2 separate regions of the Cricetulus griseus genome follow, and region 2 is linked to region 1. A link is a contact called in public Hi-C data. All regions are on one chromosome and are shown on one strand. The core of a region is the stretch at or near the end of the contact, and the rest is flanking DNA. Distances in the headings are between cores, read along the strand shown. Region 1 overlaps Itpkb (inositol-trisphosphate 3-kinase B). Region 2 has its middle 13 kb from the start of Psen2.

Region 1 (7,146 bases), core at 1,330-3,829:
AGCCCGTATCTGATTTGAATAGTTCATCTGATCTGGGGTGGCTGCGTATGCGTGTGCTTTGGTCTACACATGTGCCTGTGGAGGCTAGAGGTCAGCCCTGGGTCTTGTTCCTCAGGAACTGGCCAGCCTCTTTTCTAAGACCTCTCTGATCAGGTGGGCTTCCCCCCCCCCTCCATCTGCCGAGCACTGGGATAAGTGCATGCCCCAATGCCTTACCTTTTATGTGGGTTCTAGGGATCGAACCCAGGTCCTCGGGCTTGTGTGGCAAGCACTTTACCCTCTGATCTACCTCCCCAGCCCACCAGATGTTGTTTCTTACACGAAGATACCGAGAAGGAAGAAGGGAGAGCTCGGTGCGCTCTGATTAAGGCAATCACAACTCCTTTCTTCTCATTCCTCCTGGAGTTCTGTCCTAAGATCAGCCCCTGCCAGCTGACCAAGACATATCCCTTTCCTTTGTCTCTAGTGTAGGGATGGGGTCATGGAGAAATCCAAGCCCTGCTGTTAGTTCTTCCTATCACTAGCTACCTCCTGCATTCCAAAGCCCCCCGGTGTCTTGGCCCACAGGGAGCTAGGGCAGGTGAGGGAGAAAGCAGAATGTCCTTGAAGCCACCACACAGCCTCAGCTCTCTGGCTGTTTTATTCCTGTCTCCAGAAACTTCTTTCCACAATGCACTGGAATATGTCCACTCAAACAGAGGCCCTGACCTTCCTTCCAACGTGGGAAGACCAGGGCTCAGTCTGCCTACAGGAGAGGGAGGTAGGCACATGCGCAGTCCCACAAGGCAGTCCTCCAGGTGCCTAGACATGTACAACTACACCTGAAAGTCAGCCCTGCCTGGACCTCCTGACTTGTGTGGCTGACTGCTCCCTGGGGAACTGCAGGGACAGGGTACCCATACCCCCAAGCTTTCTTTGTCTCCTAGCCCAGTAGCCTCTCTCTCTTTGTACCTCAGAGCTCTTCCACCCAAAGGGGCTCAGTTAACCCCATCCTGCATGGGGCTAAGGAATGGGCCAGGACTCTCCAGAAACATCACTCACCCCAGCTCTACCTTTCCCACACACAGACCCTAAGAGCCTTCTGTGCTCTGAGCACAGTACTAAATACCTCAGCCACACTGTCCTAGTGTGTCCCACAGCCAGCCACACTGGGAGGGTAGGCCATGCTATCATTTGATCAGGGATCGCCAGGGATCCCTTCCTGATAGCGGCAGCACAGATGTGCCCAGGTCTATGGACTGCACACCAGGACTCCAACTGTGCTCTGTCTTCCATGGATATGCCAGCAGTCCAGTTTCCACAGGGCTCCCTGGAGCGGCAGGCTAGTCCTCTCCAAAATGCAGTAGCTCAGAAACATAGCCCTCTGTGCATGCACTCAGATAAGCAGTCTGTGGTTGTCAACAGAGCATGGCCTGTCCTTGCTTCAGAAAGAGGCTAGGACACAGGTCCTCGTCAAACACTAGGTTTCAGGGCATGAGGCAGAGGCTTACAAAATAGTGGGAAGGCCTGTCAGCAGAGCCAGGCTTAGTCATGGTGGATTATAGCTGGGGGTACTGAGGAAGTCGTGTGGACCCTGGAGGCATCTTAAACCAGGGTGTTTCTAGGGACCTGGCTCCAAGTTAGAGGGTGCTCACACTGCTCATAGGCAACCCAGTCACTGTGGTTGAATCTTTGTCATTCTGACCTAGGACTGGGCTGGGTCCAGCCCCTGGGCCCTGGAGAAGCTGTTCTCGCCTTGTCCCTGACATCTGTTGGTCTCCCATGGTCTGGCCACCTCCCTTTCTTTATCTTGAGTCAGCCTCTTTCCCAGATTCTGGCCATCAGGGAACAGGTCTCTGTGGATCTGTTCTCTGGGCTCCAGAAGTTGATGAGCAGGTCTCTGCTCTCCATGCTCAGGCATTGCCTCTGCAGCAGGCAGTGAGAGGGACCAATGGTTCCTCTAATAGACCTTTTACCCAGCTAGTAGCTGTTGGGAACATCCCTTCCAAGCCCCTGTCCATGCCTGAGGAGCATTTGACTCTGCCTGTCAAATGGAGCTGTGGGGGCCCCTTTGAAGAAAGGTCCATGTTTAAGGAGATGCTGAGAACTCTTGGCACAAGTGTGGCTCCTGCCTGCCCTGCAGGCCTGCATTGCACTCTCAGGGGTTTTAGGCATGAGTTCCTTCCCCACGGTACACAGGTCCACTGATAACTCGGTGTCTGCCTACACGGTAGTGTGCTGTGTGCATGAGCGTGTATGAGTGTGAGTGTCCATGGCACATGGGATGTATATGCATGCAAGAACCCAACCTGAGCTAATGCACTCCCCTTACAGTCTTCCCAGAAACCAGGACCCGTTTACACACGCACATCCCAGGGAATTGGGAGTTCTCTCTTTCTGTGTAAATACTAATGGGTGCAGGGGTTTCTGAAATCATTTCCGTCTGTTCTGAAACCCAGACTGGCATTCTGGGAAAATGTGGAGAGGCACATTGGGACAGTGCCTGGGGGGCAGGAAAGAAGAGTGGTCAGGGGGAAGGGAGGGTGCCTCTGAGGCAGCTCACACCCACGCAGGGCGCAAGGGGCCCACTTCCCCATCCTGCAGCTGACTGCTGACCGCGCTGCCTCATGAGGGCCCGGGCAGCGTGCACACAGCTGGGAAGGCTGTTGCAGGGGAGAGGGCTGGAGTGAGTCATCTTTCTAGTTGGAGGTGATGGTGAGAGTTTGTGAGGGTAGTGCTAAGATCTGGATGGGTCCTCGAGTTCTGAACTGAGGACTCCACTCCAGACAGCTCTGAGCCTGGCCTGTCTCTGCCTGTCACGTCCCCCAGGAGCTTAGTGTCCTTACCCATTTAGCCTGCAGACTCCTCTTACAGCAAAGGGAAGCACATAAGGCAATTCATATTCTCTTAGTCTTCCTGGGATCAGTTTTATCTCTGAGACACAACTGGGCTATGGAGCCCTGAGCAGCCCTCTCCAGCATAGGTCACTCGGATCCCACTGCAGCACAGGTCACTCGGATCCCTCTCCAGCACAGGTCACTCAGATCCCACTTATGCTGCCCTTTGTGCTTTGATGAACTCTGCTGCAAAAAGCCAGAGATGCCACCCAGCCGCAGGCTGAAGGGGACAGGGAGAAAGGTTGGAAGGACAGAATATGCTCTCCAGGTTGCCAGGGCACATCAGAGTTCCAAGAGGAACCCACCTTCTGTCTCTTTTCCACACATTGAGCACTGTCCTTACACCTGCCTTCTGCTGACCCTAGAAAAAGTCCCTTAGAGGGGGCTCCTAAGTTTATCAGGCCTTCACAGTGCCAGCATCAAGGTGCTCTGGGAGCACTGGGGATGCTCTGTCTCTCAAATGAGCTCAAACAGTGCATGGATCTCCCATTGAATATGCCTCATCTTAGATGTTGCTATGTTAACCATTGTCCTGGAACCAGGCACAGCCAGCTCAGGGTCTTCATTCACCAGGGAGCTGTAACCCAGCCCTAGGACTCATGCCCTTCATCTCCCATGCAGGACATACCTGGAGGAAGAACTCACCAAGGCCCGGAAGAAGCCTAGCTTGCGGAAGGACATGTATCAGAAGATGGTTGAAGTAGACCCCGAGGCCCCGACTGAGGAGGAGAAAGCTCAGCGAGCTGTGACCAAGCCACGTTACATGCAGTGGCGAGAAACCATCAGTTCCACAGCTACCCTGGGCTTCAGGATCGAGGGCATTAAGGTGAGACCTGTGAGGTGTGGCCTGAGGATGCTGAGGATCATGATTGTCAGTGGTGACCAGGGACTTGGGATGCTGGAGTCTGTAAGTCTCACCTCTACAGGCCTAAGTATGGACAGCCAGCCTCAGAGGTGTTTGCCCATTCTGCAGCTGAAGATGCAGGTGGCAGACCTTGAAGTGGAGGTGGCTTATTTGTAGGGCTGTACAGAGGACCCCACATAGGCGCCAGCTTGGATGCCTGCCACAGGAAAGGTGTGGGCTCACTGCCAGTAAGGAGAGGTGTGTGGCTACCTGGGATGGCCTTGGAAACCTCATCGTCCATCCCTTCCTCTTGGGTGCCCTGAAAAGGAGCTCGTATCCCATTCCATGTCCCTAACTACTAGACATGCAAGACCTAGCTAGAAGCAGGGAGAGGGAATACAGGCTCCCCATGTCTCAGGTGGCCATGCTTTCAGGGCAGGTGACTTGACTGTCCCTCCAAGGGCCCTGGTCCTCCCTTTTTCTCCCCAGGCAAGGTCTGCCTGGCCCCTCTCCAGTATGGAGTCAGAGTTGGGTAGCTTGCTGCTGTAGCCTTCTCTCATATAATGTGGAGATGTGCGTTCCTGAGATCACCAGGGTCTCACTGGCTTCTAGAGCTTAGGGAGTGAGAAAATCATTTGTCCTTCCTTCTCTTCTGAAAGCAACCTTCTTTCTTGGAAGTATCCAGCTCTCAGACTGGATGCAATTTATATATACACGTCCTCTCCATTTGTGGTCTGTCTGAACAGCATGCCCTGGCACCGTTCACCCAGGCAAGATGTGCTCCTGGCCGCAGTTTCGTATAGCCGACAGCATCCACCGGCCGAGGGAGGCTAACTGCATGCACCACCATTTGCCCTTCCTTGTCCCAGTTAGCAGGGAGGCCCTACAAGGAAGGCTCCCATTCACTGCTCCCTCCGACCCAGCTGCTTGCTGTTTCCCTGCAGCAAGCCTTCCTGAAGTTATAGCTGTCACCTGTTTCAGACTGGAGGTGGACAGGTGCAAGGGCCAGGGTTCCTGCCGGACCCACCCTTCCAACCCGAGTGTCTCAAGAGAACAGAGCTCTGTGTGCTTGCCCAGGACAGCCTGAACAGGAGTACTGAGCTCAGAACATGGAGATGGTGGATGAGGGAGTGGATGAGAGACACAGGCTTACACCACAGACTTGGGGGATCTGCATAGTATCCCCTGCAGCGCATTACAAGACCCAAACCAAATGTCTGGAATCTAGAGAACCAATATGAAATTGTGCACATACATGTATGAGAATGTATGACATATGCACACACACACGCACACACACACACACTTCTTTTATACCTTTTCCCTTAGAGACACTTTATCGCTTCTGTTTGCCAAATCATAAAAATTGCCAGCATTGGGGCTGGAGAAGTGGCTCAAAGGTTAAGAACACTTCTAGAGGTCCTGAGTTCAATTCCCAGAAACCACATGGTGGCTCACAACCATCTATAATGAGATGTGGTGCCCTCTTCTGGTATTCAGGCATAATGCAGGCAGAACTCTGTATACCTAATAAACAAATAAATCTTGGGGAAAAAAAAAAAAAAAAAAAAAAAAAAAAAACTAAGTACCAGCATTGTGGCTCTCATGCTTTGGGTCACTATAAAATGAGGGTCACTTGAACACAAGCCTATGATAGGGTGATAGTTAGCCTGATCATCCAGATGGCTGCTAACACACATTGCTGTCTCAGACACCCTCACACCACCAGGACTTCCTAAAGCAGTGTGTGGCCAGGGGTCTAGGGCCACTCTGTGAATTCCTCTGTTGGGGCCCAGGACAGGTTCTCCTGCACCAGGTGACAATGGCCTTGTTGTACCTGCCTTCCTGCACCATCCCTGGGCACCTGACCACCTCCACAGAGCAGCGTGAGGGTCATGATCGTGAGCAGTCCATCCCATGGGCCCTCTGCTGACTCCTCTGGGTGCCTCCCTCTGCAGAAGGAAGATGGCTCTGTGAACCGTGACTTCAAGAAGACCAAAACGAGGGAACAGGTCACTGAGGCCTTCAGAGAATTCACTAAAGGAAACCAGAACATCCTGGTGAGTCAGGGTTTGGGGTCAGGGGACCATCCCTTCTCCAACCTAGCTAAGTCAGGATTGATGATGAAACTGTAGCCCCAGACTTCTGTGTGAAGGTGACCTGGCTGCCCCCAGAATCCATGGGTTCTCAGAGAAGCTTGGGAACACTGGCTCATCTCCTGAGCTGTCAGTCACTCTGTCCCAGCACACTGCCCTTCCCTGGCAGGAGTTCTGTATAGAGTACTGCCGCTGGCCGAGTGCTATAGTGAGTGTTCATCACATCCCCCTTGTCCTGAGGTGAGGACAAGCAAGCAGACATTCTCATCTCCATTTGACAGACAAGGAGACTTGAAAGGTCAAGAACACACATAGAGAAAGACAGAGCTAGGGGTTACACCTAAGCAGGCCCAGACCTGTAAGGCTGGAATGCACACAGCAGGTCCGCAGTACTAGTCCTCTGGTGCCTGGGAGCCTGTCTGGATCATTTCAGACCCTCAAGAGTCATGCCACCAACTGCATTTCTAAGAAGGGTTGATCGCTGTTGCTAGGGACCCTGTGTCACTACGGGAACCCTGTAATATGGGCTTCCCTGATGACCCCATACTCATGGGTGATGAGACTCCCAGAGCTAGTCCTTGGGAATAATCAGATACCCCGTTGCTAACACAGGAAGATCTGTAAGGCTCTGTAGAGGGGACTCATGTAGAGATACTGTGGTTTTCCCCTTACCCTGTCTTTAGTTAGGGACACAGCACTTTATGGTCAAGAAGTTACCATGGCAACCAGTTCTGGGCTCTGACTTTGATGGTTGGCATGCTGGGAGAGTCTGCCCCCTCATGGAGGAGGTTGAGGGGACACATAGGCCTCTGGGAAAGGTATAACTCTGAGCTCAGCTGGGGTAAGTGAGGTTGGAGTAAGTGATGAGTCCAAGGTCTCTGCTGCTTATAATTCGGTGACTCAGATGAACTACATGGATCTGATACCATGACCCCACCCCTGCACACAGACAAAGTATGTGAAACCCTGACCATCTCTGTCCTCAGATCGCCTACCGGGACCGGCTGAAGGCCATTCGAGAAACTCTGGAAATCTCTCCCTTCTTCAAGTGTCATGAGGTAGGGTACTGAGCCTTCAGACTGACAGGCATGCCCCGCCTGCTTGACTGACACCCCTCACCATCACCTCCAGTTCCAGTCGGAAGTGAAATTGCTGACCCAAGCCTCCCTCAGGATCATGTAGCCCCTGGCTTTTCGTAGCCTCTCCAATACCTAAGTACCTAGCTGTGTCTCCTAGCCCTAATCTCCAGGCTCTGCCCCTCTCCCTCCTCCTGGGCCTGTTGTGTCCATTTACCTCCCCTCCTCCCAGCCCTGCCCCGGCCTGGGCCTGG
Region 2 (6,650 bases), core at 2-2,501, 140 kb before region 1:
AGAGATGAAGAAGTATTTAGGGGCATATGTGTAGGACATATGCAAAAATCATGCTTTTCTATATAAAGGACCCTTTCACAGGGATTGGACTGTCCATTTTCAGGCCATGGTGACTAAATTAGGAGATGAGCATGTGTCATATTTATGACTGCTTTTCCTATTTTTAGGGACTTCCAGGCCAGATGTTTTACAGGTAGGTCACAGACATGTTGTTACTCTACCGATAAGAGGCCCCTATGTGAGCAGAGGTACCTTCTTGTGGTTCAGTGGAGTAACTCTTAAGCTCTCCAGGGCAGCCGTTTTGATACTGGTATCCCATCGCACCATCCAGGCTTCAGCAGCACCTGTCTGTGGAACGGGAAGGAGGGCTTGAGTACCACCTTACACTGTTGCAGCTCTGGCCCTGATCTCCTGGCCTTCCTATGGTTCTGTCAAGATCAGTGGTTCTACACCTTCCTGATGCTGTGACCCTTTCATAGAATTCCTCAAGTTGTGGTGACCCCCAAACCGTAAAATTATTTCTGTTGTTATTTCATAACTGTAATTTTGCTGCTCCTGTGCACCTTAATGTAGACATCTGATATGCAGGATGGTCTAAGCCAATCCCTGTGAAAGGTTTGTTCAGCCCACAGGTTAAGAGCTGCTGGTCAAGATTCTTCCTCCATAAATCTCTCTGCTACCAAGTCTCCAACTGCCCATTCTTCCTCTCGGTTGTGTCACCTCCTGGCATGGCAGTGGCCTGCCCGTTCTAATGCTGGAAGGTGAAGCATGCTCTTGTGGCAGCCAAGCAGAACTGTCCAGTGAGATCCAACACAGATGGGTTCCCAGCTACAGCTGAGGAGTGTCACAGCCACCACAGAGCAGCCGGACCTCATTGGGTCTGACTAGCCAAGGAGGAGCCGGGTTCAGATGGTGACTGAGCTTGTAAGTGAACGAGGAGCTTGCAGGTTGGTTCCAGAAAGGACTGTCTGGGGAGATAGGGGCAGTCTCCTTGGATACAGAGTCTGAGCCGGTTTCCCCAGGGATGACAGCTTCCTGCTTTCTCCGGGCCAGGGGGGTGAGCTGCTTGGTCACCTGATTTTTCTCTTCTTCCCCTCCCTCAGGAACCCGAGCCAAGCTGAGGGATGGATCAGCCAGATGTGAGCCAGGCCTCCAGGCACATCACTTCCAGGAGCTGCTGTGAGGCCAGGAGCGCTTGCCACGGTGATGAGAGACGTGCCTCCCTCCTTCCCCGGGCCAGCCTCCGGTGAAGTCATCATTCCTTCTGCACTCCATCAGGGACTTGTTCCTGGGATTTCTGAGTCACTTGACAGTTTATAACATCACTTTAGAAACCAGAAGTGCTGTGGGAATGGCTGTAAAGGAGGTGCTTATCCCAGGCCTTCACATTGAAAGCAGCTCTTGAGACTGAGCCAAGAACGCTGACCTGAAAATTCAACAGCATATAGAAAATTACAGAGTATAGGAGAAGTGGGGGTGGCATGGGGGGGCAGTTCCTAAGAACTGTAGCAACTGCAAAATCAAATCTACACTTTAAGAAGTGTTTCCACACTCTCCAGGGGGATGCCACAGGGAAGGCTCTTGCAACTCATGAGAAGGTGTCACAGTCTTGCCTATGGCTTCATTTGGAGATTGCTAATGCCAGGGAGGCTTCTTCCTTCCCCAGTCCTGAAGATTTTTTTTTTAATTATCATCCTCTATATTCTTCTACCTTTGGATGGTGTGGTGGTTTGAATGAGAATGCCCCCCCATAAGCTCATATTTGAATTTTTAGTCACCAGGGAGTGGACTGTTTGAGAAGGATTGGGGGTATAGCCTTGTTGGAGTAGGTGTGACCTTGCTGGAGAAGGTATGTCACAGGGGGTGCACTCAGAAGTTTCAAAAGCCTACACCTAGCCCAGGGGCTTTCTCTGCTGTTGCTGCTGCCTGTAAATCAGAATGTAGCTCCCAGCTACTTCTCCAGCACCATGCCTGCCTGCCTGCTGCCACGATGATAAAGGACTAAGTCCCTGAAACGGGAAGCAAGCCCCTTTCTTTTATAAAATCTGTCTTGATTGTGGTTCTTTGCACAGCAATAGAACAGTGACTATAAGAAGGGTGGATTGGGGGGTGCCAGGGGTAGAACCCACGGTCTTATGCGTCCCAGGCAAGCACTCCACATGGAACTGTACCACAACTTATGGTTAAGGTGAAATAACCTAGCCTAAAAGTCTTCAGAGGACCAGTGAGAGAGCGCAGTGGGACAAGGGGCTTGTTGCCAAGTGTGATGACCTGAGTTCAATCCTAAAACATATACGGTGGTACAGGTGGTGGCGCACGCCTTTAATCCCAGCACTCAGGAGGCAGAGGCAGGTGGATCTCTGTGAGTTCAAGGCCAGCCTGGTCTACAAGAGTGAGTGCCAGGACAGCTAATTACACAGAGAAACCCTGTCTCTGTCTCATTTTGGGAGGGTGGGGGAGAAAGGAAGGAAGGAAGGAAGGAAGGAAGGAAGGAAGGAAGGAAGGAAGGAAGGAAGAGGGAGACAGACAGACATGGTAGGAGGAGAATTGACTCCTACAAGCTGTCCTGGCTGCCACCACACACACACACACACACACACACACAGAGAGAGAGAGAGAGAGAGAGAGAGAGAGAGAGAGAGAGAGAGAGAGAGACGTACACACTAAATTAATAAAATATAATAAAAAACATCTCCGGGAAGCATAAGACTTTGTCCATAGTTCACAATTTATTTTTTATTTTTTGGCTTTTGGAGACAGGGTTTCTCTGTATTGCTTTGGAGCCTGTCCTGACCCTCTCTCTGTAGACCAGGCTGGCCTTGAACTCACAGAGACCTACCTGCCTCTGCCTCCCAAGTGCCCAGTTTAAAGGCGTGCGCCACCAACGTCTGGTTTTCACAGTTCACAATGTAATAGCAATCAACATGGCATTTCATCAGATCTTTCCAATGTTCCTTCAGTGAAACGCATTCCCAAGAAATGAGTTCTAATGGTATACTAACGGTTGTGTTTTCAGGGTGGGAAGATAAGGATAGTCACTGATGAGGGAATGGCAAGGGGAACAGTCAACGGTTGCAGCCAGCCTGTTCAGAGGAAAGCAGGAAGACAGGCTGCTGGAGCTGTGTGGCCTTTACCACACGAGGAAGCTTAGTCCCAGAAAGTTTGCCGTGGGCCTGTTATTTCTAGTTAAAAGTTCAAGTAGAGTTCCGATAGAAACCAAGATTATTACCCAGTGGGCTGTCTTCACCATGGCTGCTGATCCATCATGATAAACTGAAATCATGACTGATGTGGATACAGCGAGTTCCAGCCCAACATTCACTTTTGCTTAATGCCTGCTCTCCCAAGTATGTGTTCATTAAAGAGAGTCCTCTACAAAGTCAGAACTTCCTGGGAAACAGGGAACACGGAGTGGGGGGCGGGGGCTAAGTTCCATCCTCTCAACCAAGCCCCCCCCCCCCCCCCCGCGCCGAGTGACAACCTTTGTTCCCTCTGCCATTAGATCATCCATGGAGGAGGATCCTTGTCCCTCCCTGTTCCTGGGGCAGGTGCCTTGCTTTTATAACACGTGCCTTCTTGGCCAGCCTCTGTGCAATACAAGAAAATCAAAACATTGTTTCCTCGATTTCCCCCCAGAGCTTGACTCTCATCAGACAGATAGAACTAACAATGAAGGGACCAGCTCCCCATTTCGGCAGCCATAACAGCCTAACACGTGCTTGTCTGACCTTGCCTTGATCACTAGGAGGTCAGATGCCTGCCTCAAGGCCAGGAACCAATCAGAAGTTAGCTGGTGGTGCTATGCTTTATAGCTCTGGGTGTGCTTTACGGACAAGTGCATAGCAATGACTTGCAGAGCATAGCAACCACCTTGGGAGGGCCTATGGGCCATAACAACCAGTTGGCCAATCAACACAGGGCAAACCCTCCAAGCCTGGAGGCACACCAATCCTGAGCCTGTGGGTACCCCTAGACACTCCCCTTATGCTGTCCTATAATATCTCGGTCCCATGGCTTCTCAGAGGTCTTTCCTAGCCATCCACCATCGTGGGTAGATGAAAGACCCAAGCTAACATGGGGTTAGCTCGTTAAACAACAATAAAGCCTCATGCTGTTTGCATCAAGTTTTCACCTTCGCCTGGTGACGGGGTGGCCGTGGTCCTGGTCCGAGATCCTGGGGGCCTGAGCCACCGGGGTCTTTTAACATCTGCCTACTGTGCTACTCCAGGCCCTCCACCACAATACGGAATTTTGTTGTTGTTGTTGAGTGAGTGGACATAATGGCTAGGGATAAGAGGGTGGCTGGTTTCTGAATTTTATTATTATTATTATTAACATTATTATTTGTGTGTGTTGTTGTTGTATATGCGTGTGCATACTTGCATGTTTCCTTGTGCCTATATGTATGGAGACCTGAATTCAGTATAGCTGTCTTCCTCAACTACTATCCATATTATTTTCTAAAGTATTCTTTTGCTGAACCTGGAGTCCATCATTTTAGCCGCACAGGTTAGTCAGCAAATTCCTGGGGATCTTCCGGGACCTAGGGGTCTCTTACCCCCACCCCCACCGTGTCCTTCCCATTCTTTCCACAGAAGTAGATTCTAGTGCTAGGGCTGTAGACGTGTTCCCCCATGTTCAGCAGCTACCTGGATGCTGGGCATCCAAACTCAGACCCCTGTGCCTTCACACCAGATACTTGGCCATCTCACAAGCCTGTGTTTTTTAGTTTAACTAATGCCTAAAACGTGCCCATTATGGGGGCATCAGGACTTCCTGACACTATAATAACCTGCAAACTCTCTTTAGTATGATGGCTAATATCGATTGCAAACTTGACAGAATCTAGAATCAGCCAGGAGACAAACCTCAGGCAAGTCTGTGAGGTACCTCCTGATTAGGTTAACTGAAGTGGAAAGACTTACCCTAAATGTGGGCGACTCCATTCCATGGGCTGGGGGGTCCTGGGAAAAATAGGAAGGGGAGCTGAGCATGAGTGTTCGTCTCTGGCTACCCAGTGTGGTTGCTGTGGCTTTTCCCACCATGATGAGCTGTACCTAAAAACTGAGAGCAAAATCATTCTTCCTTAGCTGTTTTTGGTCAGGCGTTTAGTTGCAATAAGAGGAAAGTAACTAAGACACACAGACCACTTGTTTTGTGGGATTTGAACTCCCAAAGCTAGCAACGGACAATCTGAAAAGATTACCAGTTCATTTTCTCCAAGGTTTCATTCCAAGATGGCCCATCCCGAATGGCCCATGAATTGTGTTGTTTGTGTGTGCTGCGAGGTGACCCCAGCCCTTCCTGCATTCCAGGAAACAGGATGTAGTTGCTCTCCAATAATCTATAAAATACCAAAATTACCTACCGGGCCTTCTGAAAACGATATGGAGCTGCTAAGTGCAATCGCAGCAGGCGGACGGACGCGATCACGTTTGCTCACATCCTGCTTTGGAACTAACAAAACATCCCCTTTAGTTCTGTGCTTCCTTTCCCTCCCCGAAGGAATTTGCTATTGTTTGTAAATATAGTATACCCCACTGATATGGCTTTATTTATCTACCTCTCAAGCTTCGAACTTTCTGAACATTCCTATCACAGAGGTAGAATTCACATACAATAAAGTGCAGCTTTAAGTATACAGTTCAGTAATGCTCATCAAGTATGATGCCTGTGTAAACACCATTGGGCTCAAGATAGAGACTGTCTCCATTATCCTACATTGGGCTCAAGACAGAGACTGTCTCCATTATCCTACATTGGGCTCAAGACAGAGACTGTCTCCATTATCCTACATTAGGCTCAAGATAGAGACTGTCTCCATTATCCTACATTGGGCTCAAGACAGAGACTGTCTCCATTATCCTAAAGAGTCCTCCCTGTTCTTGACTGTCCAGCTACCCTCAGCTCCAGGCAACCACTGTCTTCATTCTGTCATTATAGTGCCATTTTTATAACTTCAGTTTCAATGAGAATATACTACAATGATAAAACGGAGTTCTACATGCTTCCACTTGAAAAGAATCCACAGGAAACACATTTTGTTTTATTGAGATAGGCTCTCCTGTAGCCAAGGCTGGCCTTGAACTTGCTATATAGTAGAGGCTGGCTGGAACTTCATCTGGCTGCCTCTACCTGGTATTACAGAAATGTGTTACCTACCATTCCTGGCTAGGGAACAATTTTAATAGAAAAAATAAGTAGCAATGTGTATGTTACCCCATTAAGACACACAAAGTTTATCTCTTTGCAGACCTTCTTTCATTAGTGTGATCCATTTTTTATTGTTTTCAGACGTGGCATGAACAATGGTCCTGTTCCCTAAGACCACACTCCTGTTCCTAAAGGATACCTGCCTGAGTCTTCTGGGTGCAACACAGATCTGTTAGACTGAAGGAACCTGTAATGGGTGCCCGGGGTTGTACTAGGCACAGCCAATCCACTTTGAGGATTCTGGCCTCGTCACACCTCCTCTGCAGACCAGAAAGAACTACAGCAAACTAAAGTTGGTGATGAATTCACTGGTCTATGGTAGACTTGGGCTCCACCTAACATGTTTCCATAGGGAAAGGCAAGCTGGGGACATTCGAGTAAGTATGCCTGCTTGCCTTTCCTCCCTGGAAATTTTCACTTTTCTTACCTGACCATTT

The links. Hi-C and Micro-C count contacts between places; a contact is called where the count stands out from the background.
Region 2: a contact with region 1 is called in a Hi-C map of the CHK-Q cell line, with 9 times the contacts expected there. The contact joins two enhancer-like sites. A contact is called at or near these places in 7 of 8 Hi-C or Micro-C datasets (the CHK-Q cell line, the CHL-YN cell line, the CHO-K1 cell line and 3 more).

Annotation. Positions count from the first base shown.
Region 1 is chr5:13,836,429-13,843,574 of CriGri-PICRH-1.0, reverse strand. Itpkb (inositol-trisphosphate 3-kinase B) reads left to right here. Exons shown (of 8, transcript XM_027418844.2): 5 at 3,498-3,702; 6 at 5,679-5,780; 7 at 6,803-6,874. Among named protein-coding and RNA genes, the nearest start is that of Itpkb, 84 kb to the left of the region's middle. Within about 2 kb of position 2,579, at least 1 of the 6 cell types and tissues checked has open chromatin away from gene starts, as enhancers often do.
Region 2 is chr5:13,974,427-13,981,076 of CriGri-PICRH-1.0, reverse strand. No RefSeq gene overlaps it. Among named protein-coding and RNA genes, the nearest start is that of Psen2, 13 kb to the left of the region's middle. Within about 2 kb of position 1,251, at least 1 of the 6 cell types and tissues checked has open chromatin away from gene starts, as enhancers often do.